Regions from separate parts of the Mus musculus genome. Here all the other regions are linked to region 2. A link is a contact called in public ChIA-PET, HiChIP or PLAC-seq, Micro-C and promoter capture Hi-C data. All regions are on one chromosome and are shown on one strand. Each heading gives the region's core, a stretch centred on a gene start, on an enhancer-like site or on the middle of the called end of the contact. The rest is flanking DNA. Distances are from core to core; before and after follow the strand shown.

Region 1 (4,123 bases), core at 206-2,705, 290 kb before region 2:
CCTCAACAGAACCTACTGCAAGGAGCAGATTCACTCAAGTGGCTAAGCTCGCATGTCTGCGGGCCGGGGCAGAGTTCTCTCCAGCCCCAGGGTTTTGGAACGCAGGCCTGGCCTGAAGCTTCTCTTGGACTGAAGGCTCTTCAGTCAGCTCTGTCTGATACCACCTGTGGCCTCTGCTCTGTAGATTTGGGTCTAGTAGCAGGGTAGATATTCTGTAGCAGCTAGAAAGGCCTTAGCAAATATGGCTTCCCATATTTATACCCTCTGGGTTGAAGTCCTAAATGTAGGGGCCTGCTCTATACCCAAAATAAGTGACATGCAGATGCCCACATTCCCCAAGCAAAGCGAGAGATGCTGTGCTGCCTGCTTGGGATATCAGAGCCAGGCGCCATTAGGTGGAGTATAAATTCCACACTGGAAGGAAGCAGTGTGAAGGAGTGCTCTAACTCTCCCCTCAAGACCTGTGCAGGGCATTTACACACCATCTTCCTACTTTCCACATACCCCATACACTCTTCAAATCCCAGGAAATCTTAACTAGTATGGCAGTTTCTGCCCTGTTTCTTAGTCTGGGCACAGGTCTTGCTCAGTACCGATATAGCTTTTCATCCTTGAGACCTCTGGATAGTATAAAGCTACTAAAATAGCAACTGCAAGCTAGAACCAAGCCCAGGATTTGGGGTTTAGGATTGGCTAGGCACACCTGAACATGCCCTTCTCCCTGCTCTCCTGCATTGTGAGGGGAGAGTAAAGATTTCCACATACTCCACAGGTTGCCTGGTTAGACCAGCATAGTCCTGGACGCTACACAGAAGGTTCCAGTGGGATTGATCTCTAGCTGCTGTGTATTGGGGGAAGTAGGGGTGGGAGAGAGGTAGATGCCAGCTGCCTCTTAATCCACCCTGTATAAAATCTGCAATACAGCTTCTTCCATGTACCTGTGCCTGAAATGTCTGCAATAAAGAGGTGTTTGTAAACTATGGTCTCTTTATTCCTAACGTGAAGTTACCGTGTGGGACAAGGGGTTACTGGGGACAGTTGGTAACAATGACAGTTTTGGGGGTAGAAACTATCTCCCTTGCCCTTGCATCTCCTGGGGCTAATGACCTCGAAGATGTCTTGGTCTTGCTTACTCCTAAGCGGGGGAACAGACCCTTACCAGTTCACCTTATTTAAGGTCTGAAAAGTTACTACCTGAGTGGTAAAGTTGGCTTTGTTGTACCATTATCCAGTTCATCAGAATGGCCTAGGACCTGGGTTAGATCTCCAGAGATGGTAGGGTTTTAGGCAGTCCAATGCTGAGTACATTTACTCTTTCTCAGTCTTGTGAAGTTTAGCCACTACTGGGCTAGCCAGGAGCAAGCAGCCTACGGAGGCTGCCTCTGATAGGAACTGGGGCTCCTTGAGCTCGGAACCTTTCTTCTGCGGTAGTTGTAGGTTCCGGGAGCGAAGGTCAGTGGGACCGGAAGTGGAGGCGGTTGGTGGGGTTGGCAGGGCTCACGGACGCAGTCCGGGCGGCGGTTTGCGAACTGCGGCTAGGTTTTGTGTAGTGCTCTGTCTCCTCTCTAGCGGGGTCGTGGCTGGGCGAAATTGGACACTGCGGAGGTAGAGGAACTAACGTCGGGCGAGCAGGACTCTCGTGGCTGGGCCCATGGCCTCCTGCGCGAGCATCGACATTGAGGACGCCACGCAGCATCTGCGGGACATACTCAAACTGGACCGGCCCGCCGGAGGTGAGCCGGGATGGGGTGTGTAGGCTCTTAGCGAAGTGGTGGACGTATGGCGTGGATCTGAACCGTTTTCGGGTGCCATAGGCTCCATTAGCCAGACTCGGGATCCTCCGGTTTGATTGCGGAGGACAGGAATTGGAGTCATGGATGATCCCTGGGTATATCCAGAGAATGGCGCAGACCCCTGGGTGTTACCCCTCCCCATCCTATGCCAGACCATTCTGCCTTGTTCTTAAGTGTTTTGGCTGAAGGTATGGCGCTCTCCTCGGAATCCACTCAATCCATCTGGTTTCCTTGCCTCCAAATTTCAGTGCTTTGAGAACTGGCCCCGTATCCCTCCTCGCCAGGGTTCAGAGGCCTGGTGCAGTGTCGGTTTAGCGAGTTCTAGGCCTAGAATTAAGTGATCTGCTGAAGAGCCTCTGTGCCCACCCTGCAACTTGGCTTCCCCCCAAAAGTGTATACTCCCAGGCCAGGTGTTGCTCTGAAAACGATTTTCTGGCAAAAGGTGGACAACCCCAAAAGCATGTTTCTCCTGGATTGAAGGCAGATCACAGACAGGCTCTGATGAGGTTAGATTAGGTTCCAAACGTCAGCAAGCCCATATGTTCCCAATTCATTCGAGTTTTACTTAGGCTCCCAGTATCCTCCTTGGGGCTACTCTTCCCAGATGAGAGTTCCCAGGACAGAAGGCCACCAGCATTGTAATATAATGTTATTGTAAAAGGATGGTCAGGGTACTTTGATGGGAATGGGGAAATAACGGTGAGGGAGATAGAGGGCTGGTTTGAGAGGAGACTGTTAGGGCTAGTTTGGATACTATAGACAGGAGATTGAATACCAGGAAAAGTCCTCGAGGCACTTATGTGGAAGACACATATTACAAAAAGGAAATAGTATGTATAAAAATGAGATGTTTCCGTGCGATTCAGAGACGTTTGAACATTGAGGTGGTTGACCAGAGATAATGGTGTACATACTGAGAAGTGATTCTTTTCTCACACCTTTTATGCCTGCTGGTGGAACCCAGACTGCTAAAGCGGGCACTTGTACTCTCCAGTGGGTTCAGCTGAGACAGCCACAGATAATCCGTTTGCTGTCTGAGCCTCCTGGGCTTGTGCTTTCAGGGTGTGCTCCCTTGACTCATGAGGCGGTTAGTGCCTCTGATGCCCACGGTCAGCTGAGCAGACAACTGTGTACAGACTTTGTAGAGCCTGGCATGATTAGCTGTGTAGCCTAGGCCTTTTTATCCTCACCATAGACGGCTAGGAAGGGAGAGTAGCCAGCTCATCCCTGAGCAGCTAGAGTGGTTCTAGTCCTAGTGAGAGAGAAAGGGTCTTTCCATGTAATTCTTTTGTTTGGTGACCGGCACTTGATTTTTTGGTTGTTGTTGGTTTGGGTGTTCGTTTGTTTTTTAGGATAGGGTTTCTCTCTTTAGCCCCGGATGTCCTGGAACTTGCTCAGTGTAGTTTGTATAGGCTGGCCTCAAACTCAGAGATCTCCAGAGTGCTGAGATCAAAGGTGTGCACCGCTGCTGTCCAGCTGATGGTTTTCTTTTCAAGTAGCTTCTGCCTGTCTCTTCCTCGAAGGACTTATCAGACCTAAGACTGTCTTATGACTGAAAACTTGGTCTTTTCCTGAAGTGCCTTCTTGCTAGCGAGTTTGGGAAGTGGTATCTGAATTAGGGAGTTTTTAAACTTAGCCAAGAAGCCAAGCATAGTAGCATTCACTTGAGTCCCAGCACTTGGGAGGCAGAGGCAGAATTGTCAGCTGAAAGATACCTCAGGCTACGTGTTGAAGCCCAATCTCAATAAATAAGAAAATAAATAACTACATAAATGGAGACATAGCTCAGTGGTAGAGCAGTTGTCTAGCCTGTGCAAAGAAAGCCCTGAGTTTCATCCCTAGTACTACCTCATTCCCCCAAACAACAATAAAAACTGGCCTAGCAAGCAAGTGATGCCCAGGACTCAGTCCTCAGCACTAAGTGGGAGTGGGACCAGCCACTGCAAACATCTAAAATAATGTCATTCCTGATTCTATACCCCACCACATGCCCATAGCTTCTCTCATCTTTGTCTAGTTCCCCATGTGCCTTTTTTCCTGAGTTTACCTGCCCAAGGTGGCTTGTTAAGTAACTCAGTGTGGCAGACCCCCTCCTCTTACTTTGCATTAAGAACCCTTCTCCACAAACTCCCACTGTGTTTGAGTTCTTGTATCTCACACAGACTCTCAGCTGTTCTGTATGTTGTCTTGCAATATTCTGTCCCCTGGCTACAGCTGACTATGTAAAATGTAAAACCTTGTAGAGCCAAGTGTGCTAGCATGTACTTGTAATTCCAGCACTTAGGAGGCAGAAGCAAGATCTCAATTTCAAGGCCATCTGACTACACAGG
Region 2 (3,750 bases), core at 117-2,616:
GAGGCAGAGGCAGGTGGATTTCTGAGTCTGAGGCCAGCCTGGTCTACAGAGTGAGTTCCAGGACAGCCAGGGCTATACAGAGAAACCCTGTCTCAAAAAACAAAAAACAAAAAACCTTCTCTTCAACCATACCTAGGAGTGATCATGTCCCTGTTTTTTTCATTCATCAGGAAGGAGGAAGGAGAGCACTTTAGGAGAGGTTTAGTTAATTATTTGGTTTTTCCAAAGTTTAAGTGTAACAGAACCCTGGCTGTCCTGGACTCGATTTGTAGACCAGGATGGCCTCGAATTCACATAGAGTGACTTCCCACTGCCTCCTGAATGCTGAGATTAAAGGTATGGGCACTATTGCCCGGCACACTACTTATCTCTCAATAAGGTTTAAATCTTAAGCGAGAAATGCAGAAAGAATGGGGTCCCTTGCAAACAAACTCCCAAGTCTGTTTCTTTCAAGGTATCTGACAAGTTGTAAATATTTAGCCAGGAGATATGTTCCTCCTTTAGATGTTTCGTCCACTTGATCTCCTAGCAGGCTATTCCTGGAGGAAATACTGATTTCTTGGGTTTTTTGTTCTTGTTTTTTGTTTTTTTTTTTTTTTTTTTGTTTTGTTTTGTTTTTAAAGTCTGATAGCCTACGAGAAAAGCACAACTGTCTCGTTAGACTATATTTATCCCTGCCAGACTGGTCAGTTGTTAGAAGGTCCGGTGGAATATAAAAGGCAGGAAGTCTTAGAATGAACGCCAGCGCCACTAGAGGAAAAAGATAACCTAAAAGGAGATAGAGGAGCAACCAACGGGAGAAGAAAAGGTCAGGATGTCCCAGCATCCCCAAGAGGGGTGTCAGCAGGGTCGGGGGAGACCAGGACAAAGCGAAGAGAGCCAGAAGTGGCAGCCTTCCTGGGTCTAATGGAGTCTGAACTGAGTGTCAGAGCACCGGTCCCGGGAGTGTATTTCTTCCTGGGTTCCCGGGCTGAAGGGAGGCAGTTATCTAGATAGGGAGGCGGTCCAGAGCTCTTTGTGTCAACTGTCTGGGGTCCCACTGGGCGTGCAGTCCCCAAAGGCCAAGGAGGAGAAGGTGTGTGTGGGCCCGTTAGAGCTCCAAGCAGCAGCATCCTCACGTGGAGCCCCAGAGGCTTCAAGTGACTGCGTGGGGAGCCGGGGAGTGTCCATCCCAGGTGAGGGTGACCGCACCCCAGTCACAGCCCGCGGGGAGAGTCCGGGCGCGGCCTGCTGGAGGCTGCTCCGTAACGGTACGCGGATCGCCCAGGGCCCCGGCGTGCTCCAGTGCCCGGAAGCAACGCCGCCTGGGGCCCCCGCTCCGAGCCGGGTCCCCTGGCGGCGCGCGCTGTCGCGATCCGGTGCGAGTGACGTGGCGTGGGCGGGGCTTGAGCGGCCGCCGGGGCGACGGCGCGACCGAGCATCCTGGAAGCTCCGGGCCACGAGGAGGTAGCTGGCGAGGCCGAGGAGGTGAGGGGCTGGCTCCGGTTCGGCTCGGGGTCGTTCTGGTGTGCGGCCGAACACTCTTGCGTGGCCTCCGTGGCCGCGTGCTGGATGCGGGGCCGGAAACCGCGTGGGGCGGAGGGCGCGGGAGAGACGCGGCGGCTGAGAAGAGGACGCCGGGAGCGTGGATCCCTGGAGTGGACCGCCGTGTGAGGAAGACGCAGGCGCGCGCGCGGGCGCGTGTGTGGGGAGAGAGACCCCGAGGGTGGCTTTGTGAGTGTGCAAGATCCCGAGTGTAAGGGGGACTGTTTGTGAAAAACTGTGAGATGGTGAGTGTAAGGGGCCGTGTGTGTGTGTGTGTGTGTGTGTGTGTGTGTTTGTTTGTGTGTGTGTGTAGACGGAAAAACCCAGAGTGCGAGGAGGAAAACCGTGGGCGTGAGGGTGGCTCTGGAGTGTGTGCGACCCTGAGAGAGACGGAGACGGTGAAGGAGGTTTGAGTGTGAGAGAAGCGGGCGTGAAGGCTGAAGGACTGAGCCCTTCGCAGTCCGTGACCGTGCGAGCCTGGGTGAACCTCCCTGGAGCACTGAGAGGTGGCGGAGGAGGAGGAGGAGGAGGAGGAGGAAGAAGCCGTTGTGTGTGAGGAGGGCAGAGACAGCAGGGCGGGTGTGTGAATGCAGGAATGCAGCTTCTTGGGGGCTGTTGAAACCTCTGACTCCGGTTGGGACTTTTAGAGTGCTGAGGTATTGGCGTTTGGGAACACGGTGCTCTTACTCTTTTGAGTGTCTCCTGTATTTTGTCGTCTCATTGGACCATCTCATGTCACAATTATCAGGAAATATTTGGGAAATGTTCGGAAAATTTCTGTTACTCTGCACACCAAGCCAAAAGGCTGGTCACCGCGTTGTGTAATGGGTCAGTATAAATAGAAAACACCTAATTTAACAAGTCTTGGGGAACCAATCGAGATCACTGGGTTATGTGTTGGAGAGAATGCAATCTCCGCTGTTATTGGGGGGCGGGGAGAACGACCCCTCTCAGTTTTGGGCAGCTCATCTAACAGGCTATATATGCTCAGCTGTTTGGCTCCTTATATCTGAGAGCCAATCGATCTCGGATTTAAAGACTTAGGGGGAGCAGATTTTAAAGTCTGCAACTGCTTCCTGGGGTCATTTTTACTTCTTTACCTGGTGAGGTCCTTGAGGAATCTACCCAGGCTTCCTATTTTGTTCAAGTTCCATTGTGATTTCATACAGATAGCTTTTGCTTCCCGACATGGGTCTTAGGCTGTTTACTTGAGTTATATTTGATTTTTCTTTCCTGGCAAATGTGTGGAAAAATCACCACCCTGGTGGAGAGAGAAGGCAGTACTTGCCATGCAAGTGGGTTTCATTTCTAGCACCTCGAACCAAAGAGAAAAAGAGAGACAAAGATGGAAACCATAAGCCTGATCCCCTCTCCATACCCTTCCCCACTGGAGACAGGGCTTCTGTGTTTAGCCCTGGCTGGACTCTTCTCTGTAGACAAGGATGGCCTTGAACTCAGAGATCAGCCTGTCCCTGCCCCCCCCCCCTTTTTTTTAAACCAAAAGCATGTTTCATTTATGTGGCTGGTCTGCTAAGTTTCTTGGTAGAGGAAATTCTAGAGTGTGGAGATGTTCTATAAAAGTTGTGTAAATGATGCTCTTAGAATCAGGGTTTCTCTGTGTAGCCCTGGCTGTCCTGGAACTCACCATGCTGACCTTGAACTCAGAGATCTTCCTGCCTCTGCCTCCTTACAAGAGGAAATAGTATCCTAATGCTTTCTATAAGTTAATATTTTTTTGATAAGTAGCTAAGAATTTATTCTTTGTTGTAGAGATTGAATGGCCAAAACAGAGAAGTAATTCCTTGAAGTAAGGAATAATTTTCTCTTTGGTACCCGACCCATTTGTGATCAAACAACTTTAAAAAAATGTGAATTTTTATTTAGTTTGGACAGGTGACTATTACCACTCTGTTCTTTATTTGCTTTTTTTTTTTTGTTTTGTTTTAATGATTTATAAAAAGGAATCTGTAGGGTTTGTTTGTTTGGTTGGTTTTTCTGAGACCCGGGTTTCTCTCTATAACCCTGGCTGTCCTGGAACTCACTCTGTAGACCAGGCTGGCCTTGAACTCAGAAATCCTCCTGCCTCTGCCTCCTGAGTGCTGGGATTAAAGGCGTGTGCCACCACTGCCTGGCTGGAATCTGTAGAATTTGCATACTTTGTAACAATGATGCTAGTAAAAGGGCTTAAAAATCATAGTGTTATGAAACATAACACATGTTATTAGT
Region 3 (3,723 bases), core at 35-2,534, 340 kb after region 2:
TTTATTCCAGCAGTTAGGAGCCAGAGACAGAAGGTTTGAATGAATTCAAGGCCAGCCTGAGACTACAATGTGAGAGTCTGCCTCAAAACAAAAGAAAAAAAAAAAAAAACCACACAAACAAGCAAACACAAAAAACGGACAAAGGAGATGGTTTAGCAGGTAAAGCACACTGGAGAAATGGCTCAGAGGTTAAGAACACTGGCTGCTCTTGCAGAGGTCCTGAGTTCAATTCCCAGCAACCACATGGTGGCTCACAACCATCTGTAATGGGATCTGATGCCCTCTTCTGGTGTGTCTGAAGACAGCGACAGTGTACTCACATAAAATAAATAAATACATAAATAAGTGTTAAAAAAAAAAGTTTGGGCCCAGCAGGTAATGCACAATCCTAACGACCTGAGTTCAATCCCAGAATCCATTTAAAGGAGGAAGGCGAGAACCAACTCCACAAAGTCGTCCTCTGACCTTCACATGTGTGCGATGGGCCATTCATACATGACAATAATAAATAACGCAAAAATCTCCATTGTTTGCATTTAACATAAAATTAAGGAAACAATTATATTTGGAGAAAGAAAACATTTATATTGGGGGTGCCAGAAATAATGGGGCTGATAACAAATAGCTTGTGCCCTACCTCAAGCCCTTTGAAGTTACTATGGCTTCCAAACTCTGGGACTTTCTGTACTAGCTGCCTTCCATTTGTCCAGCTGCAAACGGAAGTTACTATTCTCTCACACGTGTATCAGATCGCGTAGCGCGGTCCTTTGAGACCTCGATGCCACTTTTAAAACCCGGGAGCGCTCCCCCGCCCCCGCCCCTGCCCCTCCCCGGCCTAGTGTGGGAGGTAGAGAAAGTGGCAGAGGGCAGACCCCTCTGTAGCGGGTGTAAAGACACGCCCTGCCTTCATCAAAGCTTTGAACACAGCGCCTCCGGTAGCATGAATGGGGAGCCTCTGTTTTTTTGTCGGGTTTCAGATGCGTCTCCACTTTTTTTCCGTTGTAGCTGCCAGCAATGGAATATTTGTCTTCCCGTGCTGCAGAGGCTGAGGTGGAGTGGATTGGGGGGTTTTGTTTTGTTAGATTATTTTCCATCGAAGCCAGAGACTGCGAGAGCCACGGGGTACCTTTCAGAAGTAGTTCCAGAAGAGCAGGGAGGCCGGTGGAGGGCACCAGGGAGGACCTTTAGGGCTTCGAGAGTGCCTTCGGCAGGCTGGCCTCGACCCCACCTGCGAGGGGGCGGGACCTTGTGACGTTGGACCAATCAGCAGCTACCTGAGCGCACCTGGCCTCCTCCCGCGGGCTCCAGCGAGCCGCGGTGCTCAAAGCTGCACCCGGAGCTTAGCAGAGCGCGCCCCACCGTCGCGGCAGCCTTCTCACCTCCCTTCAGTTATGGAGCTTCTTAGTGGGCCTCACGCCTTCCTGCTCCTCCTGCTCCAGGTACCACAGTGCTTTGCCATGGTCCTGACCCGGATTGTTCCCTGGAGGGCGGGTGGGGTTCTCACGCTGCGGGCGTCGGGGGAATCTTAGGGCTGTGCTCCTTGGGGCCAAGGTTGTCCCGGAGGGCCCCCCCCCCAGGACTCCCAAGAATGGGTGTACAGAACCAGGCATGCCTGTGACTCAGCCTCCTCTTTAACCCTTCTACCCTCACACTCAGGTTTGCTGGCTACGCAGCGTGGTCTCCGAGCCCTACCGAGCGGGCTTCATCGGGGAGGCTGGAGTGACCTTGGAGGTGGAAGGAACTGACCTGGAGCCGAGCCAAGTTCTGGGGAAAGGTAAGACCCCTCCCGGAGCCAGCCTGGATGGAGCCACAGTGCGGAAGACCACACGTGCTTCGCTTTACTGTGGCGCATCGGAAGGTTGTCTAGAGCAGAGCTGGGACGTCTTGGAGCCACCCCACATCCTCGGGAGGCGTAGAAAGTGGCTCCCGGGCTGGGCTGGGCGCGAGAAGGCTGAGCAACGGTGCGCCTACTAACGTCCAGCTCTTCTGTGCCTCGCTGCTACTGTTGTTGCTTATCTTGACCTCTCGGTGCCTCGCGGCTGAGCCCCTCACCCAGCCCCGACGTGGAAAACTCTCCCGCCCCGCCACAGTAGAGGAATGCGCAGTGCACATTCCTCCCGCAACCCCCGCGCAGGTGTGGAGATGAACCGTGCCCTGAGCAGCCCCCTTCGCCCCTTCTCTGGCCCCCTTTGTGAACCGTGCTTTGTGTCTCCGACAGACAGACCCGGTCTGTTTCTCTTCTCCAGGCTGCCCTCCCCGCCCCCCTTCTTCCCGGGCAGCTGGAATGCACTCTTAACCCTGCCATTCCCGGAGGGCCTGCGCCCCTGCAGCCTGCCTGCGAATGGCCTGGCACACCTGGGCGGAGGGCATCACGCACCGGGAACACTAGGTCCCTCACTCCAAGCGTCTTGGTACTAGGATGTTAATTACTTGAGTCGCGGGGGAAGGGGGGAAGGCAGTCTGTGTCCCAAGCCGACCAGTGAGTGAGCGAGCGAGCGATCAAAGCACATTTTGATCTTTCTGTTGCGATTTTCTCCACTCAAGTTCAAAAACTTAAAAGTGGAGGGTCATTTCGGTACTGAGAACCACCAGTGTGTCATGAGACTCGGGCATCTATCAGCTGGTTAGCGGGCTCTTTGACTACAGAGGACAGTGGGATTTTTCTCGGGAGTTTAAACCCAAGTTGTTAAACTCGGATCCTTAAGTAAAGTTCCAGAGAACGTGGGAAGGGAATCTCTAGTTTCTGCTGACTTCCAAAAAGCATCTGCCACCTAGCATTTTCTAGTGCTTCTCACTCCAGGTCCACACGTCCACAGCTTGAATATGGGGGTGTCCACGCTGAGAAGCAGAATGACTTTCCTTTGTTTCTCCAAAAGAAAAGTGAGACCCTTGTGTCTGTAGAACGCCTTTTTTAAAAAAAAAATTTTTTTTTTCCTCAAATAACTCTGCAGATTGACAAAACAATTAACACCCAGGCTAGGCTAGGTTCCTTAAAGGCTTGGCTGTAGGGAGCCGGAGCCTAGGCAGTAAGAGGCCATGCCTCATAAACTTTAAATTCTTGCACATGGGTTTATTACTGGCGGGCTAACAAACTGCAACTGAGCCAACCTGTAAAAATGTTAACTTGGCCAGGGCCCCAAATCCAATTCTGGCTCCCTGAGGAAGCTCTATGGCTGACCAGATCTCTGCCAAATCCACCTCCCCCCACCCCACGCCCCCACCCCAGCCCTCACCCCCACCTCCACATCCTCTGCTGTATTCAGAGAGCAGGTATAGCTTTGAGTTGTGTCTTATCTTCCTTACTGAAGCAAAAAGTATCAGATTAGCCGCCACTTTCCTTGGCTTGAGGTTGCTGATCAGGGTTTTGATTACATGGTTGAGTTGGCCTGAGCTTCCTGGTGACATCACCAATTTTAAAACTTTTTTTTTTCCTGAGGAAATTCTGCTTTCTCTGATGTCTGGTTTATGATTGTGAAAATGGTAGGCTTGTACCAAGAATGTACCTGGTTAATAAAACAGAGTAGACTAATGTGCTTGGCACATCGTGATTTTCCCGACAAACACTACTGACTCTCGGGACAGACTTCCCTGGAAATGGGAAATCACTTTGGTCTTGAGTGAAAGCAAGTTTCCGGCCCACTTAGTGCTAGTAAGTTGAGACTTTGCAAACTAGATGGTGTGCTTATAGTCCCAGCTGCTTCAGAGACGAGACAGGATCTCTTG
Region 4 (3,743 bases), core at 625-3,124, 310 kb before region 2:
CCCAAGACACCAGGGTCTACTTCCCTTTTTGTCCTTTGGCTCTGAGTTGGGAAATGGGTCTTGAGAAAGCTGCAGTATTAGCCAAGCATGGTCGAGCACGCCTTTAATCCCAGCACTCAGGAGGCAGAGGCAGACGGATTTCTGAGGCCAACCTGGTCTACAGAGTGAGCTCCAGGATAGCCAGGGCTACACAGAGAAACCCTGTCTAGAAAAAAACCAAACCAACCAACCAAATAAACAAACAAAAAGAAAGCTGCTGTATGTGCTGTATAGGTGCCCAGTTTAGGAAGAAGCTACATCGGCCTCTTAGGGTTAGCTCTGGCTTGTGATCAGGTGGTGAAAACACAGCAGTGTATTTTCAGGCTACCAACCAATACCCTTCCCTTAGAATGGGGGCTTCTCTCTCCAGCCTGTCCTTGAGTTCCTGGTCTTCCAAAGAACAGATGCTGTCACCTTGGTTCTTTTGAACCCATTAGCAACATTCCTTGGATCCTTCATCCTGTCTCATGATTTGCTTGTGTTTTGTTTTCTTGGTGGGGTCAGGCTCCTGATGTGTCGCCAACAGGGTAACATGGAGTTCTTAGTGACCAAGCAAAGTGGTCTGGATAGACAGAGGATTTTTTTTCTCTTTTTTTTTTTTTTTTGGTTTGTTTTGTTTTTCGAGACAGGGTTTCTCTGTCTCCTGGAAGTCCTGGAGCTCACTCTTTAGACCAGGCTGGCCTTGAACTCAGAAATCTGCTGTCTCTGCCTCCCAAGTGCAGAGATTAAAGGCACGTGCCACCACTGCCCAGTTTAGACAGGGGCTTTAATCAAGAAGCTTAGCCTGGTTTTATCAGTCATCTCCAGGAGGTGGGGTGAGGCTAAGAGGGCAAAACAGAAGTATTAAAGAGTCTTCTGACTAGGAAGATAGGGGTGTTTGCAGCCATTTTCCTTTTCTGTGGTTCTGTGGGTTGGTAGCAGAGCCATTTGCCCAGCACAGGCGGGACGGAGAGGCGTTACTTCAAATATTTGTGTCACCCAGGAAACTGAAAAGGATATTGAAAGTAAAGGGGAAGGGGTGGGAAGATTATTTACAGTCTGGCCATTTAGGAAAATTACGTTTCGCCAGTTATCTTTCAATAAAAATTAAAGTTGGAAGGTGAGCTGGCTCCGTGGGTCGCTAAACCTGAGAGAATCTGATTTCAAGGCCCCCATGGTGGAAGAACTGACTCCAGAAAGCTGCTTCTCTCCTCCACACCCATGTCGTGGCTCATCCCTCCTCAACACAAATAAACAAACAAAAATAGTTGCCCTGTCTGCTCCAACAAAACAAGTAAACCTGGAAATCAAAAAAAGAAAACCCTCACGATTCTGTTTTTAAAAATACCTCTCTGTACACGTGAGGTTAACCTCTCCAACTATGGGCCCACCTTAGATGAGTGTTTAGAGTTTCAATAAAAACCTAGTTACCTTCCAACCAACTTTGGGATAAGTGGCTTCCTCTGAGACACAGCTAACTCATTGAACAAGAGAGGAGTGGGTTTCGCCCCCGTGGGTTGATGCTAGAGGAGCAGAGCTGGTAGCCAGGGCGCCTAAAGGGAGTAGGCTTTGGACTAGGGGCCTAGGGAGGGGCTGCTGGGACAAGCCAGCCAGCTCCAAGCTAAACCAGGCTCCCATGGAGGCGGGGTCAGGCTCCATAGGCCACATACACTTAGGCGGGGCCAAGCCAGCTGGGACCCAGCTACAACCGAGACCTGATCCTTGCCTGGCGCCAACTCCGTGTTCCAGAGGCTTCCGCTAGACCACAATTCTCAGGGGCTCACCCGGACCGCCTCCCTCCCTAACTTAGCCTCTCCTCCCGCGCTGCGAGCCGTGGCTGCGCCTCTGCGAATGGCATTCTGGGAAATGTAGTTCTAGCTAAGCTCACTAAGGCGTATAAGGAGCATACTGGGACTACGTTTCCCTGAGTGCAGCGGGACGGGCGAGGGAAGGCAAGGGGGAAGGGACAGTCGGTCGCAGACCGCGCTGGGTTGCCGCCGCCGCTGCCGCCATCGTGCCAGCCCCACGGGTGAGTGTTGGGGCCAGCGCTCCGGGGCGGGGGCTGGGCCGCAGGAGCCGCGCTCTAGGCCGCCGGGAGCTTCTGCTTCGAGGCCCTGGGAGGCCCCTCCCCTCTTCACACCCCCACGGCGGCCCGAAGAGGCACGGGGCCCGCACCATGTGTCGCGCGCGGCTCCGCCTACCGCGGATTGTCTGCGGCCGCGGCCCGGGGAATGCTGAGAGCCTGATGGACGGCTGTCCGGGCCACCCTGTGTCTTGGCTGATGGCCAGATCTTTTTCTTTTGTCCGGACGATCAGGATAGCTCTCAGGGCCCGGCCCTGTGTGGCCTTGCCTGGCTTGCTCGAATCCTGCAACCTCTGCAGGCAGGTTGGCGGGCCGATCCCAGACCCACGTCCCACCACCCGCCGGCGAAGATCCGGGGATGGGCAACGCCACCCAGCTCGCTCCAGAGCCAGCATGGGTAAGGGTGGCCCTCCTGCCGCTGCTGGGGCTTGGGACCATTGCCCGGTTCCAAACCATAGCCCGGCTAGGATGTAGGTGAACGCTTCTCTGCTTGATTGCCTGCTGGGAGTGCACGAAACTTAACCTCTACCTCGGTAGAACCGGTGCTGCAGTGTCCAGCATGGAGGACAAGGGCAGGGATTCTGGGGTGGGAGGGGATGCCTCGTGGGACTTTACCTCTAGCTAGTCCTGGAAAATAAGGACCTAGTATCTTTGGAGAGGCAGCTCCAATCTTATCCATGACTAGACTCCAGCTCTGGGGTGGGTTGTGTGAGCCTCCAGTGTTTTTGTTAGATTTCTCAGTCAGGGCCCAATTCTAAAGTACGTTAGAACCTCCTAGAGTTAGCAGGAAGATGACTCCTTACTGAAGTGATGAGGTCGGATTTAATTCATGAAGAAATGGACTCCATGCTTGAGGTTTTTGAGCCCAGAGAAGGTGGAAGGGGCCTTGTGCCTATGGCACTGGCTTAGACTGTTTTTGCCTTTTGAAGTTGTTTTGTAGATCTAGAACTAGAAGTCACGATGTCTGCTTTCTCTTCACGTGTGCTAGGGCTGCCTGTGAACAGTCAAGAAGCTGGATGGGTCTAGAGAAAGTACCTTAGCAATGGCACCTCAGGTCATCCATCACCTTGAATTCCTGGAGATGTAGTGTATTTGACTAGTTACTAGTAGGCAGGCTTTGAGAATGCACTTCTGTTTTGAGTGATGATTAGGAACTAGTGGAGAAAAGCTCCCAGGACTTGGCAGAAAGCATCTCTTGTCAGGTTGAATTCTCTGGTCTGTTGCTGGCTTCTGTGTCACAGTTCTTAAAAGGCCTAAGAGGTCCCAGAGACCTGGGCAAGCAGAGTGCCCAGTCTCTTAGGATGACTGACTTAGGGCCAGAAAGCTGAAAGCCACTATCTTTAGCGCCCCCTGCTCCCTGAATATTTCCTCAGTACTGTTGCTCTGGCTTTCACTTGATTTTTTTTTTCCCCCTCCAGTACAGTTCTCTGTCCAGTCATTCTCCCTAGTCAAAGGCCACAAGCAAATTGCTCAGCTCTCACCAGGGCCTACCTTCTATGGACTGACTCAGCTTCTTAATCTCTATTATAGCTGTTAAGCACATGGAAGTAAGGCTTAGCCAATAGGCTCTGGAGAGACTCCCTGGTGTGCTAAGCTAAGCAGTTGGGAAGGACTATCCACAGAACATAAAAGGTCAAAGAAG
Region 5 (3,737 bases), core at 826-3,325, 420 kb after region 2:
GCTCTTAGTATGTGCAGGCGGCACTCTTAGTCACTGAGCCATCTCAACAGTCGCTCGCCCTGGATTCTAAGTCCCTAGTTTCCTTGTCTGTTAGCTCTAGCAGACCAAAGCTCCTCACAGACAGAAACGGCCCTTCCTTGTTAGCTCTGTGCTTCCTGCAGACTGGTGGCTCAGTGAATGTTTACTGACAGACGGACGGGCTGACTGAACAAATGATCTCATTGAACAATACGGGCCTCTTCCCCTTGAGTCTGGACCCTGGAACTTTCCCAGACTGCCTTGGACACCTTGTTCTTTGCCCTTATTTTATGGCTCTGGTTTCTTAACCCTGACAGGAAGTTTCTGCCACCTGCTTTAGTCTGCCTCCAACCGGGCCAGCTCCACCTTGCCTCCTATAAAATGTGGAAAAACTAAATCCCAGCCCTTCTACCAACACAGGCTTAAGTGGCACTCATGTGTACACGCACACTCAAGTGCAGAAGGTCACTCAATGCTTACTGAGTCTGAGATGACTGACTTACGGAGGTTTATATGGGGTTGTCCAAGTTTTAGCATGTAAAGTCCTTTGTCTTGGGAACCCTTCATCTCTGGCAAATGGAGACAGTTGGTCACCCTAGCACTAAGGGTCATTCTATGTAGATAATGTTATTGCCCTTTTTTCTGTTGCTGGTATTTAGCACAGTGCCTGGTCCACTATATCTTACCCCAGTTTGCCTACTACTGGCCATGGATAATCTTACCACCTCTCAGTTTCCCTAAGAGGAAAGAGGAACCGCTGCTTCCCATGCAGACTTCCCTAATACGAGTAGAACAGTTTGCAACCCGGTGCCTGCCTTGGCCTCTCAAGTGCCTGGCTTGCAATTTTTAATCATCATGCATTATTCAGAACATTTATATTTTGTTCTGTAACTGTAACTATTCCTCCAGTGCTTAGTCTGGAGATTGAGCTGAAAATTGAAAATCAATGGACAGGACCCATAAATTTCACTCAGTTGAGAACTAACTCCAAGGCTCCTATGGGAAGAAATGGCAACCAGAATACTATATAGCCTCCAATGCCAAGAAGTCCAAAATTATCTGCTTGGCAGTGCCACCCATAATCCTAGCTACTGGGAAGACTGAAGCAGGAGGATCACCAATTGGGCTATGGAGCAAGGTCAAAGCCGTATTGAAAATTTAATGAGACTCTATTTCAAAATAATAAGAGAACAAAGCTGCCAGGTTGGTGGTGGTGTATGCTTTTAATCCCAGCACTTGGGCGGCTGAGATGGGTGGACCTCTGAGTTCAAGGCCAGCCTGGTCTACAGAGCAAGTTCCAGCACAGCCAGGGCTACACAGAGAGACCCTGTCTCAACTCCCCTGCCCCCCACCCCCAACCAAAAAAAAAAAAAAAAGGCTGGGAGCTCCAGGGGTGATGCTCAGCTGGCAGAGCTCTTCTGAAGCAAGGACAAAGTCTTGCGGTCCATCCCATAGACAGAATATCCAGGGTACTTGTGGTAGCTCCCCAGAATTAGGGAGTTGGGAATAAAAGAATGAGAAGTTCAGGATCATCCCCCGAGTGCCAGATCAGCCTGGAGTATGAGACCTTAACATGGAAACATGATGGTTCTTTGGAAAGTTGGTTGGATAGTTTTGCTGGGGCAAACATTCGAGTTTGAAGGAACATTTCATTAAAGTGGACCCAGGTGTGAAAGGCTAAGGCGGACTGAAGCAGACACAGGAGAGAGGATGTTCTGCTAAAGCAAGCATGTGAAAGGGCACGTGATGAAGGACTTTTCTTTTTTTTTTTTTTTTTTTTTTTTTTGCTAACATGTATTGGTCTGCCTCCCATTGCATGCTTTGAGCTGCATTTGTTGGGACACCAGAGAGAAATGCACCAAAAAGCTTCTGAGGGTGTGCTGCAGTTTGTTGCTGCTTCCAAGGACTTGGGCTGATTGGATGCGCATGCTGAGGCAAGACCCGTCTGAGGCAAGATATGTGGAGGACACGTGATGTTTGAAGGAGTCAAGGGATAGTAACAGAGGCTGCGCTTGGCTTGCTTATAGAGCTAGCTGTGCAACGCTTATGGGTGTGGCGGCTTTGCTGATGTTCGTTTCCCTGAGAGAGGCATAGCTGAGAACTTCTCCTGGCATTCCTCCTAATCCCTCCGGCTGACTGGAGCCCAGGCTGAAGCCTGGCTGGCTCTGCTAGGTCTTGTCACCACTGTTACTAATCCAACTCTACTGAACTGGACTGCTGGTGTATCCATGAAATGCTTGTGAGTGAGTAGAGCTTCGGCTGCCTGGTAACCTGTGACCTGAACTGATTTCCAGAGAACCTTCCTAAACAGGTCTACTCTCCCCTGACCCCTGTATCCTTTCTTTTTCATTACCTCTGGTGGCTGGTGAGCTAAAAGGGAGGTTAAAGCATCATTAAAAATAGGATTTAAAGAATTAAAGTTACAAGACCTTATCTCAAAAAAAAAAAAAAAAAAAACAAACCAACAACAACAACAACAACAACAACAACAAAAAACTAAAGCAAAACCAGAAAGAGCAGGCATGGCCTGTTGTGGTGGCACATGCCAGTAGGATCTGCTGAAAGAGCAGGCATGGTGACACACACTGTTAATCCTAGCACTCTGGAGGCAGAAACAGGAGATCTCTGTGAGCCAGCCTGGTCTACATAGAGAGGCTTTCTCAAAAACAAACAATCTAACTAATAAATAAGTAGATTAATCAACTCAATTAAATGGGCTCAAACTTTCTAGGGTTAGAAGAAAACTGGGAACTTCTTCTAGGCTTGTTTGTTATCTTAGAGGGGAAACAGAGTTACTGAAGGAAAACCATTTTGCTTTCAGATCACACCAGCCAGTTCCCTACAATATGTTCTGGCTAGCTCCTGGGAATTGAAAAAAAAAAAAAAAGTGAGACACAAAGTTTCTTTCCTCCCTTGACGTTTTTTGAGGGAGGGTTTCATTGTGTAGTTCATGCTGGCTTGGAACTCCCTATGTTGGCCAGGCTGGTCTCCAATTTATAATCCTCCTGCCCCAGCCTCCTTAGGGCTGGAATTACAAGTGTGCATTATCATGCTGGCTTCAAAGTTCCTTATAGTAAGGAAAATTTACACACACACACATCCATGTACCCTGTGCGTGTGCGCATGTACACACACACCCACACACCACACATCACTTCTAGATATAGAATAATATATAGTCTAAGAAAACAATGTTTTAATTTAAAAAATAAAAGCAATTTGGGCACGTTAGCAAACATCTGTAATCCTACTATTTAGGAGATCGAGGCAGGAAAATCAGAAGTTCAGGGCTAGCCTCATCTACATGGTGAGTTTTAGACCAGCCTAGGCTACCTGGAATTCTAAATCAAACAAAGCAAAAGCAGAGTTGTTTGTCTCTAGACACTCCCCCAACACACACACACACACACACACACACACACACACACACACACACACACACACACACACAGTGAATTTCCAGCCCTTCCCTTGGTATCTGTGATTCTATCTAGCCAGGGTGAAACTGACTGTCAAGGAGCTATTTTCATTGGCTGGCAAACTTCAAGAGGGCTTGCCCTTTGGGAGGGGCTTTCTCTCTCCCCTAGGCTGGGTCTGATATTGGCCTGATTCCTCCACACACACACACCCCACTCTGAGAAGGGAGGCAGTCTCTCTCTCTCTCTCTCTTTTTTTTTTTTTTGTTTGTTTGTTTGTTTGCATGGAGGTGACACAGGTTG
Region 6 (3,656 bases), core at 385-2,884, 480 kb before region 2:
ATCAGCTCCAGCGAGGCCGTCCCTGTCGGCCTTTATATGTCATACCATATACTTGCCTAAGTGTCACTGCCTTCCTCCAAGTTGTTTCTCCTTTATATCTACTTTCCACCTTCTATGTTTCGGTGGAAGTTGGCAAGTCGGCAAACATGTTAAAGGGCTGTCGCTTCACAGCACAAGAAATTGAACTCCGGTTTCATGTAGATAAATACTACTGCCATTAGCCATTTTATTTTGAAGACACGGGGTCTCTCTGTGTTGTCCAGGTTAGCCAGAAAGTCCTGGGCTTAACATGAACCAGAGTGACTGGGACTTGGTGGAGAGGGTCCCGCTTAGAGGACACTCCCAAGTCATCCTCTGTCTGGGAAAGGTAGAGATGGGACAGAAGCCTAAGAGATTATAATACATAGTTGCTTCTGCTCTCCAAGACTTTGTCTTTCTCTTTTGCTGAACTGTGGGTAGGGCAGTTAGAAGTGGGATTTAATGAAGTCTGTGGGGTGGGGGTGTGTGGGTAAGATCTGAATCAGCCCCTTTTGTAGGGTAGCATGCTTCTGGCTAGTATACTCATCCCAGCTCTAGGCTCAAGTGAATCCTCCCTGAACTTCAATGCAGACAACCTGAGAACACAAATACCAGCACCAGCCTTCAGTGAGATTCAGGTCATAAATTAGCTACAGATGTTCCCAAAGAGCCCGCATCTAAATGAGAGGAACCTGTTACAAAGGATTATGGCTAATCTGGTTTTTGAGACAAGGACTATAGACCAGAATGACCTCAAACTCAAGAGTCCTCCTGCCTGGACCTCCCAATTAAAAGCAGGCACCAACCATGGTCCAGTCAAAAAGTCTGGCACACCTCTAAAAAGTGCAGCCCAGGCCGGGTGGTGGTGGCGCACGCCTTTAATCTCAGCACTTGGGAGGCAGAGGCAGGTGGATTTCTGAGTTCGAGGCCAGCCTGGTCTATACAAAGTGAGCTCCAGGACAGCCCAGGCTACGCAGAGAAACCCTGTCTCGGGGAGAAAAAAAAAAAAAAAAGGGTGCAGCCCAGCCTCTTTTCTTCCTGCCTGTTTTTACAGTGCTGGGATTACAAATAGGTTGCCAGACTCTTAAATTCGTATCTGAGCAGGGCAGAACCTTGGGTGGTGGGTAATTTTTACTGCACAGAGACACAACTGCTCTGGCTTCCTTTGAGTTACTCCAACCTACCCAACCTGTGTCTTGGGATAGATCAAGTTAGTTAGGCCTTTGGCATCCCCTGGAGGGTGGCGTCCCCTGGTGTTTGCGCCCGGGACTACGGGGCAGGGTGGAAGTAGGGCACCAGGCAAGGGGTGAAAAGGCAAGACCCTCTCCCCTACACACCACACCCATGAGTACCCGAGTACGCGGAAGGAAAAGTCCCTGAGCGACAGCAACAGTCAAGATTCGACCATCCTCCCACAACCTCCCACCCGGGGCGAACTCAGCCAACGAAGCCGGGGCGGGGAGGGGCCGGGCCGGGGGCGGCCTGGCAGGAAGAAGCGCGTACCTTCCGCTGCAGGAGGAGCAGGTGGCTGCACTGCTGCCTGGGCCCCTGGCTTCCTGTGTACGCTCCTGCCGGCTGCTTTTTCCCGCCAGAGCTCATTGGGCCGTCCCGGCCCTATGGCACAGACCCCAGACGACATATCCTGTGAACTGCGAGGTAAGCCCTGGGAGCCCACCTGGCCATGAAGAGCCTGACTCCAAACCAGACCTCTCCTCTCGGCGCCTTAGGGAACTTGACCAGGGGTTTTTGTTCTGGAGGGAGGGCCAGTGCCTAAAAGTCCGCTTCATTTCTTCCTAGCTGATCCACACATGAATACCTGGGCACTCAGTCTAGCACAGACCTTGGGCACAGAGTGGCCCTAATAGAGGAGCCAAAGTCACCCAGTAGACTGTCTTTCCACAGGCGAGATCACCAGGTTCCTGTGGCCCAAGGAGGCGGAGCTGCTGTTGAAAACCTGGCTTCCCCAGGAGGGTGCCGAGCAAAGCCATATCCTGGTATGGTAGCCAGGAGTGAAGCTCAGGACAGTGGCCAGACCCTGCACAAAGAAACTTGATTTCCCTAGAGTATTAGTCTTTTGTCTCCCCCCAGGCACTGCTTCGATGGAGGGCATATTTGCTGCACACCTGCCTTCCCCTGAGGGTGAGTCCCAGGCCGGGCCAACACCCCTTCCCCTTCAGCAAGGGACTGCCTTGCGCAGCTGTCTTCTTTGCCCATGCTGGCTTTTACTTTCCAACAGCAGACAGGAGGGAAGTCTGGGCAGGTCTAGCTCAGGATGCCACAAAATCATGGGCTGTGGAGAGAGGACCTGGGTTCAATTCTCCCACCACCAGGTGGGCTCACAAGTGGTTGGAACTCTAGTTCGAAGGCACCCACCACCGTCTTCTGGCATCTTTGGGAACCAGGCACACAAGAGTGGTACAGAGACAAACATGCCAGCAAACACCCAATAGTACAATTTTTAAATTTTAAGAACAAGCTAGGAGGTGGTGGTGCACGCCTTTAGTCCTGGCACTAGGGAGACAGAGGCAGGCAGGCCTGGTCTACAGAGTGAGCTCCAGGACAGCCAGGTCTACACAGAGAAACCCTGTCTCAGGAAAGAGAAAGAAAGAAAGAAAGAAAGAAAGAAAGAAAGAAAGAAAGAAAGAAAGAAAGAACGAACTAGGCTCAAGAGAGTAGCAACAGTCAGTTGGAATGACTCTGATGCTTTCCAGGTGGACTGTACATTCAGCTACCTGGAGGTCCAGGCCATGGCACTACAGGAAACACCCCCTCGGGTAAGAAAGCTGGACCCCAACTTGAACATACACTCCGCTTGATCATTTATTCCTACACATATCACTCTGAATGGACAGCGCTTCCACCACACAGGGATCCAAAAGGCTCCTCCTTCCCCAGGTCACCTTTGAGCTGGAGTCCCTGCCTGAACTGGTCCTGGAGTTTCCCTGTGTGGCTGCCCTCGAACAGCTGGCTCAGCATGTAGCTGCTGCCATCAAAAAGGTCTTCCCTCGCTCAACCCTTGGGTGAGGCTTAGAAAATCCAAGGGGTGGGGCAGGGCCTCAGTGAAAGCTTTTCATCCTTCAAGGAGCTAGAAGTCCCTTTTGCCTCTTCTCCTTATCCCCTGCCTAGGAAGCTATTCCGGAAGCCCACACCCTCGTCTCTGCTGGCTCGACTGGAGAGAAGCCATCCCTTAGAGTCCACCATACCCAGCAGTCCGTGCGGTGAGGGCCAAGTCAGAGCCGCATAAACCTTCCAGTTTGCCTCCATGCAATCCTAGTCTCTTGGTATTGGGGGGGCTCCCCAAAGTGAACAGGGCCACTTTTATCACTGCCGCCATCTACTATGGGGCTGACCTTCCCCTGTCTCTGACTTAGTGCCTGTCTGTTTCCCTATCACTCCCCCGACACCTCTCTAGGTGGCTTCTTGGAAACATACGAAGCTCTGTGCGATTACAATGGCTTCCCATTCCGAGAGGAGATTCAGTGGGTGAGGGTAGGGCCCTTTTGGGGGAGTTCTGGGGATGTTTGACGCCCCTTGTGTGTGCTAAGCCCCTCTACCCTTTGTGGCCCCAGGCTAGCTGTGACTTTTTTTCTTTACATCTAGGATGTGGACACTATCTACCATCGCCAGGGCTGCCGCCA
Region 7 (3,970 bases), core at 487-2,986, 360 kb after region 2:
CTTGATATAGACAAGACTCTGTATGTATTGTGCATACGTCGATTGATGGTGCTTTTCACGAAGGCCTGTCTTGGACCAGGCACACATTAGTGTTCCCACTTTTCAGATGAGTAGATAGAACTTCCACGTGCTCGCAACGTTTGCCTGAGCGTTCAGTTGATAATTATGTAGCGTTCAACCCGAGTCTTCTGAACCTCTATGGGGCTGTGTAGTAGGGGCTTTGTCTCTGATGCTGTTACCTGGTGGGGGGGGGGGCAGTTCGAGACACCTCCATCCCTGTACCCCTAAAGCCTCTTCTACACTGGAAGCTGTAATACCTACCTTGGGGGCGATAGCTCTTCCCAGCACTGGGGAGGAAAAGACTTAATTAACTGAGTGTCTCAAGCAGAGTGGGTGTTTGAAGCATGTCCCAGCCTGCCGGGATTCCTGCCCCTTGGTTGTGTTCTGCTTCCTGTTGAATAGGAGTTGGAGCTGATGCGCCAGGAATATGTGGTCTGCGGGGGAGGCTAAGACATCCATAACACGTAACTGCTGGCAGCTTGATTGTTGTCTCAGAGGAACTGTCCCCTCTGAGAATAGATGGACAGCCTAGATACTGAGGTGCTAACATCTAGGTACCATGCACCAGAGGGTAGTGCAGGAGACAGGGCAGCAGGGTGAGCTAGCTGTTTTCCCAGTTACTGGCTCCTTGTGGGTATGGCAGATTTTAGAGTTTGGGAGGGTGGGACTTAGGGCTTCTGAGTATGGGCGGAGTCATTAGTCCCCTGCTGGGTAACCTGGAAGGACAGAACTGCTGGAGAGAGCTACTGCACACCCGGGCTAGCTGGAGGCCATCTCTCCGTTCTGGAACAGGGACAGGACAGTGACTATGGAGTTTTTACATTTGTTGTTGTTGTTGTTTTGAGATGGCTTATAGTCAAGGACGGCTTCACTCTGTAGCCAGAAAGACACTGAGTTTACGATTCTTGCACTTCCTCCTCCTACGTGCTGGGATTACAAGCGAATGATATCTATCGTGCCTGGCATGTTTTAAGTGTTTTGAACAGTTGATCAGTCCGTGCCATGGGAGTCCAGAAGAGTCAGCGACAAAAAGTCTTATCTTTGTCCCAGCTACGGAGGTCTCTTCCCAGAAGCCTATTTTTTAAAATTGCTTTTCAAAGATTTTTTTTTCAATTTTCTGTTGTTGTTGTTGTTTGGTTGGTTTTTTTCCATTTTATTTAGGGTGGCGGGTGTCCGTCCACAGAGGCCAAAAGAGGGCAACAGGTCCCTTGGAGCTGCCTGACATTAGGTGCTGGCATCTGAACTCCATTCCTGTGACTGATCAGAAAGTGCTCGTGACCATTGAGCCATCTCTCCAGCCCTCAAAGACAGTACTGATATATGGACCAGGGGTGTAGCTCAGTGACAGAATTTTTGCCTAGTATATATGTGAGTTCCTGGTCAATCTCCATTGCCACCGCCCCCCAAAAAAAAGTCAAATGGAAAAGTCCAGATGTGACCAGATTATTAGAGAATCAGGTAACTCTCTACCTTTGAAACGTGTTAACAGTGTGTCTAGGTTCTTTTCATATAGCCTGCAGTGTGAGATCATCCATAGCTGATAGCTTGTTTCTTTTTGAGAGCTGGGGGAACAAAGCCAAGAAGGCCTCATACTTGAGGTAAGTGCTTTACCGCTGAGCTGGATCCCCTACCCTTTCCACAGCATTCTGTGACAACCGGTTGGTCTTCCCTTGCATGGACGATGATGTCACATGAGTCAGTCATCCACTGTGGATTAGCTTGGATAGCCAGGAGCATTTTGCAAGGGTTTAGTCATACTTGCGGATAAGCATTTTTGTTCCTCCCTGTGTCCTGGTGTCCCAGATACATGGGTTGCATCACACAAAGGCAGTTTTTGCATGAAGAATACGGCTATAGACTTCTGACTGTGCCTGGGTTCGGATTCTAATTCTCCTCTTTAGCAGTCTGCACGTAAGCAAGTCACGTGACCTTGGAGTTGTGGTTTCCTCGTGGTGAGTGCTAGGTGATGCTGTTTGTGGCTGACAGAGTCATGTTTTGGGGGGTCTTGATTTGTGTGGTACTCGGTAGTTCTGTGAAGTTGAATGCTGTTCTTCCAACTCTTAAACTTCCAGTAAATTCATCCAAGTTCTTCATCAAGACACTGATGCTTATGCCAGCCCATAATCCCAGCACTTAGGAGGCAGAGGCAAGAAAATCTCTTGAGTTCAAGGCCAGCCTGGTCTACAGAGCAAGTTCCAAGATACCTAGGGCTACACAGAGAAAGAAACCCTGATCCAAAAAAGAAACAAAAAAGACATTGGTACTCAAAACAGATTTTAAAAATGAAAATATTAGGGGGCTAAGAGAGAGATGGCTCAGTAGTTAAGAACGCACATTGCTCTTGTCAAGGCTCCATGGTTCTCAGTGCCCATACTGAGCAGCTCACAACCGTCCATAACTCCAATTCCAAGGGATCTAGCGCCCTCCTCTGGACACCTCTGGAACTGCATGCATGTGGTGTACAAACATACATGCAGGCAAAATAGCCATACACATTAGTTAAAAACAAAAAACAAAAAAACTGGCTTTAAAAAAGACTATTATTTCAGTAGATGAGCCGTGGTAAGTGGAAGAAGCTCTCTAAGAGATGGAGAAGGCCATGGTTATGCAGATGACTCTGGGTTCAGGCTGGTCTGGGAACCACTTGGATTTTCACGGCCTCTCTATGGGACTTCAGAGAACTTGTTTAACCTCTCAGTTTCCCATACTCAAAAATGGCCATTAAAATGCTTCTCATAAGTTTCTTCATGAAGATGAAATAGGGAGCTGTGAGCTGGACGTGATAGCACATGTCTATAAGCCAGCTACTTGGGAGACGGCTGTGGGAGGGTCAGAGGTTCAAAGCTAGCCTGGACTACAAGGGGCTCCGTCTGAAAATAAAGAAACTATAAAAACAAACTATGCTAATGTTGGCAGGTAACAGTAATGAGAAGAATGAGAATTCCTGACCGTTGAGACAAAGTCCCATGGCTGGTTGGCCAGGACAGGAATTGAGTCTCACAATTCTCAAGGGTTAGCGTTAGAAACCAAGGAAGGTTTGGTCTCATGAGGTGTTTCTCCTCAGCTTTGAGGTGGCCAGCTCCTCCATTGCGGCTACATAGCCTATATACTGTGTCTAGAGTATCTCTCCTAAAGACATTAGCAACAATGGGACTAGGGCCAGTGAGCTCTTTTAAGAGCTTTCCTTCAAATGTAGTCACTTTGGGGTGTATGAGGAGCCTGTGAAGTTCAATGTAGAGATTGGGGTGAGGCAAGAATCCAGGATAATAAAGGAGTCAGGTGTGGTCAACACTTGACGTCCTAGAATCTCCAGAAACAAAGAAGAATCATGAAGTTAAGCTTGGTCTTCAAGTTGAATACCAAACCTGTCTGAGCTACATAGCAAGACCTTGTCTCAAAGCAGAGGGCTGGAGAGACGGCTCGGTCATTAAAGCAGTTGCCACTAAAGGATAAGGCCAGGGGTTCTGATACTTGACACACATAAAGCTAGGGAGGGGCCTCAGGTAAAAGCTAGATGGTGGAAGAAGAGAACCGGTGTGGTGTGCTATGAGATGCGCATGCCCACAGACACACCAAGTGTAATTATAGTGAAATAACGAACAGCCAGGTGGCCATTGTGGCCCGCCTGCAAGTCCAGCACTCAGCATACAGAGACACAGGATCTCCGGAGCAGGCTGACTCTCTGTGAGCTCTGGGCTCAGTGCGAGACCCTGCTTCAGTATGTGAAAAGCAACTGAAGAAAATACCATGTGCAGGCACATGGGCACACACACACAGAGTCAAAAAGAACACCAAAAACTAAAAAGATTAAAAATAAATAGTATATAGCCATGGCCAAGTGGTTAAAAGAGTTAAAAGTTACTTGCAAGCATGGAAAGGGTCGTTTTCTTCAAGGTTTTTTTTTTCCCCC

What was found. Promoter capture Hi-C pulls out the DNA fragments that hold promoters and counts their contacts. A called contact is a pair of places that touch in the nucleus more often than the background predicts. ChIA-PET counts read pairs in DNA pulled down with a chosen protein or histone mark. HiChIP or PLAC-seq counts read pairs in DNA pulled down with a chosen protein or histone mark. Capture Hi-C pulls out chosen DNA fragments and counts their contacts.
Region 1: a promoter capture Hi-C map of neural stem cells shows a contact between it and region 2. The contact joins the promoter of Edc4 here to the promoter of Slc7a6 in region 2. A contact is called at or near these places in 2 of 39 promoter capture datasets (neural stem cells and pre-B cells), 2 of 115 datasets of contacts at active chromatin or transcription factors (embryonic stem cells and microglia) and 1 of 9 other capture datasets (liver).
Region 3: a contact with region 2 is called in a Micro-C map of embryonic stem cells, with 4 times the contacts expected there. The contact joins the promoter of Cdh3 here to the promoter of Slc7a6 in region 2. A contact is called at or near these places in 1 of 484 Hi-C or Micro-C datasets (embryonic stem cells), 2 of 115 datasets of contacts at active chromatin or transcription factors (embryonic stem cells and pro-B cells) and 1 of 9 other capture datasets (pancreatic islet).
Region 4: a promoter capture Hi-C map of pancreatic islet shows a contact between it and region 2. The contact joins the promoter of Nutf2 here to the promoter of Slc7a6 in region 2. A contact is called at or near these places in 3 of 39 promoter capture datasets (embryonic stem cells, pre-B cells and stem cell-derived epiblast-like cells), 3 of 484 Hi-C or Micro-C datasets (B cells, CD4 T cells and forebrain), 6 of 115 datasets of contacts at active chromatin or transcription factors (the SCID.adh cell line, effector CD8 T cells, embryonic stem cells and 3 more) and 2 of 9 other capture datasets (adipose tissue and pancreatic islet).
Region 5: an H3K4me3 HiChIP or PLAC-seq map of bone marrow-derived macrophages shows a contact between it and region 2, with 6 times the contacts expected there. The contact joins the promoter of 1110028F18Rik here to the promoter of Slc7a6 in region 2. A contact is called at or near these places in 3 of 115 datasets of contacts at active chromatin or transcription factors (bone marrow-derived macrophages, extraembryonic endoderm stem cells and pancreatic cancer cells) and 1 of 9 other capture datasets (pancreatic islet).
Region 6: an RNA polymerase II ChIA-PET map of memory CD8 T cells shows a contact between it and region 2, with 67 read pairs. The contact joins the promoter of Carmil2 here to the promoter of Slc7a6 in region 2. A contact is called at or near these places in 2 of 39 promoter capture datasets (liver and pre-B cells), 2 of 115 datasets of contacts at active chromatin or transcription factors (memory CD8 T cells and thymic regulatory T cells) and 2 of 9 other capture datasets (embryonic stem cells and pancreatic islet).
Region 7: a contact with region 2 is called in a promoter capture Hi-C map of trophoblast stem cells, with 3 times the contacts expected there. The contact joins the enhancer-like site here to the promoter of Slc7a6 in region 2. A contact is called at or near these places in 5 of 39 promoter capture datasets (the 3T3-L1 cell line, the SN4741 cell line, embryonic stem cells and 2 more) and 1 of 115 datasets of contacts at active chromatin or transcription factors (microglia).

The regions. Positions count from the first base shown.
Region 1 is chr8:105,879,426-105,883,548 of GRCm38.p6, forward strand. It overlaps Edc4 (enhancer of mRNA decapping 4), which reads left to right and starts at 1,456. Exons shown (of 29, transcript NM_001301100.1): 1 at 1,456-1,733. The coding sequence starts at 1,652. Nutf2 (nuclear transport factor 2) reads left to right here. Exons shown (of 5, transcript NM_026532.4): 5 at 1-977.
Region 2 is chr8:106,167,488-106,171,237 of GRCm38.p6, forward strand. Slc7a6 (solute carrier family 7 (cationic amino acid transporter, y+ system), member 6) reads left to right here and starts at 1,367. Exons shown (of 10, transcript NM_178798.4): 1 at 1,367-1,467.
Region 3 is chr8:106,509,568-106,513,290 of GRCm38.p6, forward strand. Cdh3 (cadherin 3) reads left to right here and starts at 1,285. Exons shown (of 16, transcript NM_001037809.5): 1 at 1,285-1,439; 2 at 1,657-1,774. The coding sequence starts at 1,392.
Region 4 is chr8:105,858,659-105,862,401 of GRCm38.p6, forward strand. Nutf2 (nuclear transport factor 2) reads left to right here and starts at 1,875. Exons shown (of 5, transcript NM_026532.4): 1 at 1,875-2,047.
Region 5 is chr8:106,585,068-106,588,804 of GRCm38.p6, forward strand. 1110028F18Rik (RIKEN cDNA 1110028F18 gene) reads left to right here and starts at 2,076. Exons shown (of 3, transcript NR_045470.1): 1 at 2,076-2,350.
Region 6 is chr8:105,684,640-105,688,295 of GRCm38.p6, forward strand. It overlaps Carmil2 (capping protein regulator and myosin 1 linker 2), which reads left to right and starts at 1,635. Exons shown (of 39, transcript NM_001357333.1): 1 at 1,635-1,674; 2 at 1,921-2,012; 3 at 2,107-2,157; 4 at 2,730-2,792; 5 at 2,914-3,038; 6 at 3,145-3,236; 7 at 3,431-3,501; 8 at 3,619-3,656. The coding sequence starts at 1,635. Gm33578 (a long non-coding RNA gene) reads right to left here and starts at 1,581. Exons shown (of 2, transcript XR_387987.3): 1 at 1,522-1,581.
Region 7 is chr8:106,528,300-106,532,269 of GRCm38.p6, forward strand. The region is part of intron 2 of Cdh3 (cadherin 3); the gene reads left to right. Among named protein-coding and RNA genes, the nearest start is that of Cdh3, 19 kb to the left of the region's middle. Within about 2 kb of position 1,737, at least 48 of the 459 cell types and tissues checked have an H3K27ac peak or open chromatin away from gene starts, as enhancers often do. A contact at or near this core is called in the SN4741 cell line and trophoblast stem cells, where this site is marked.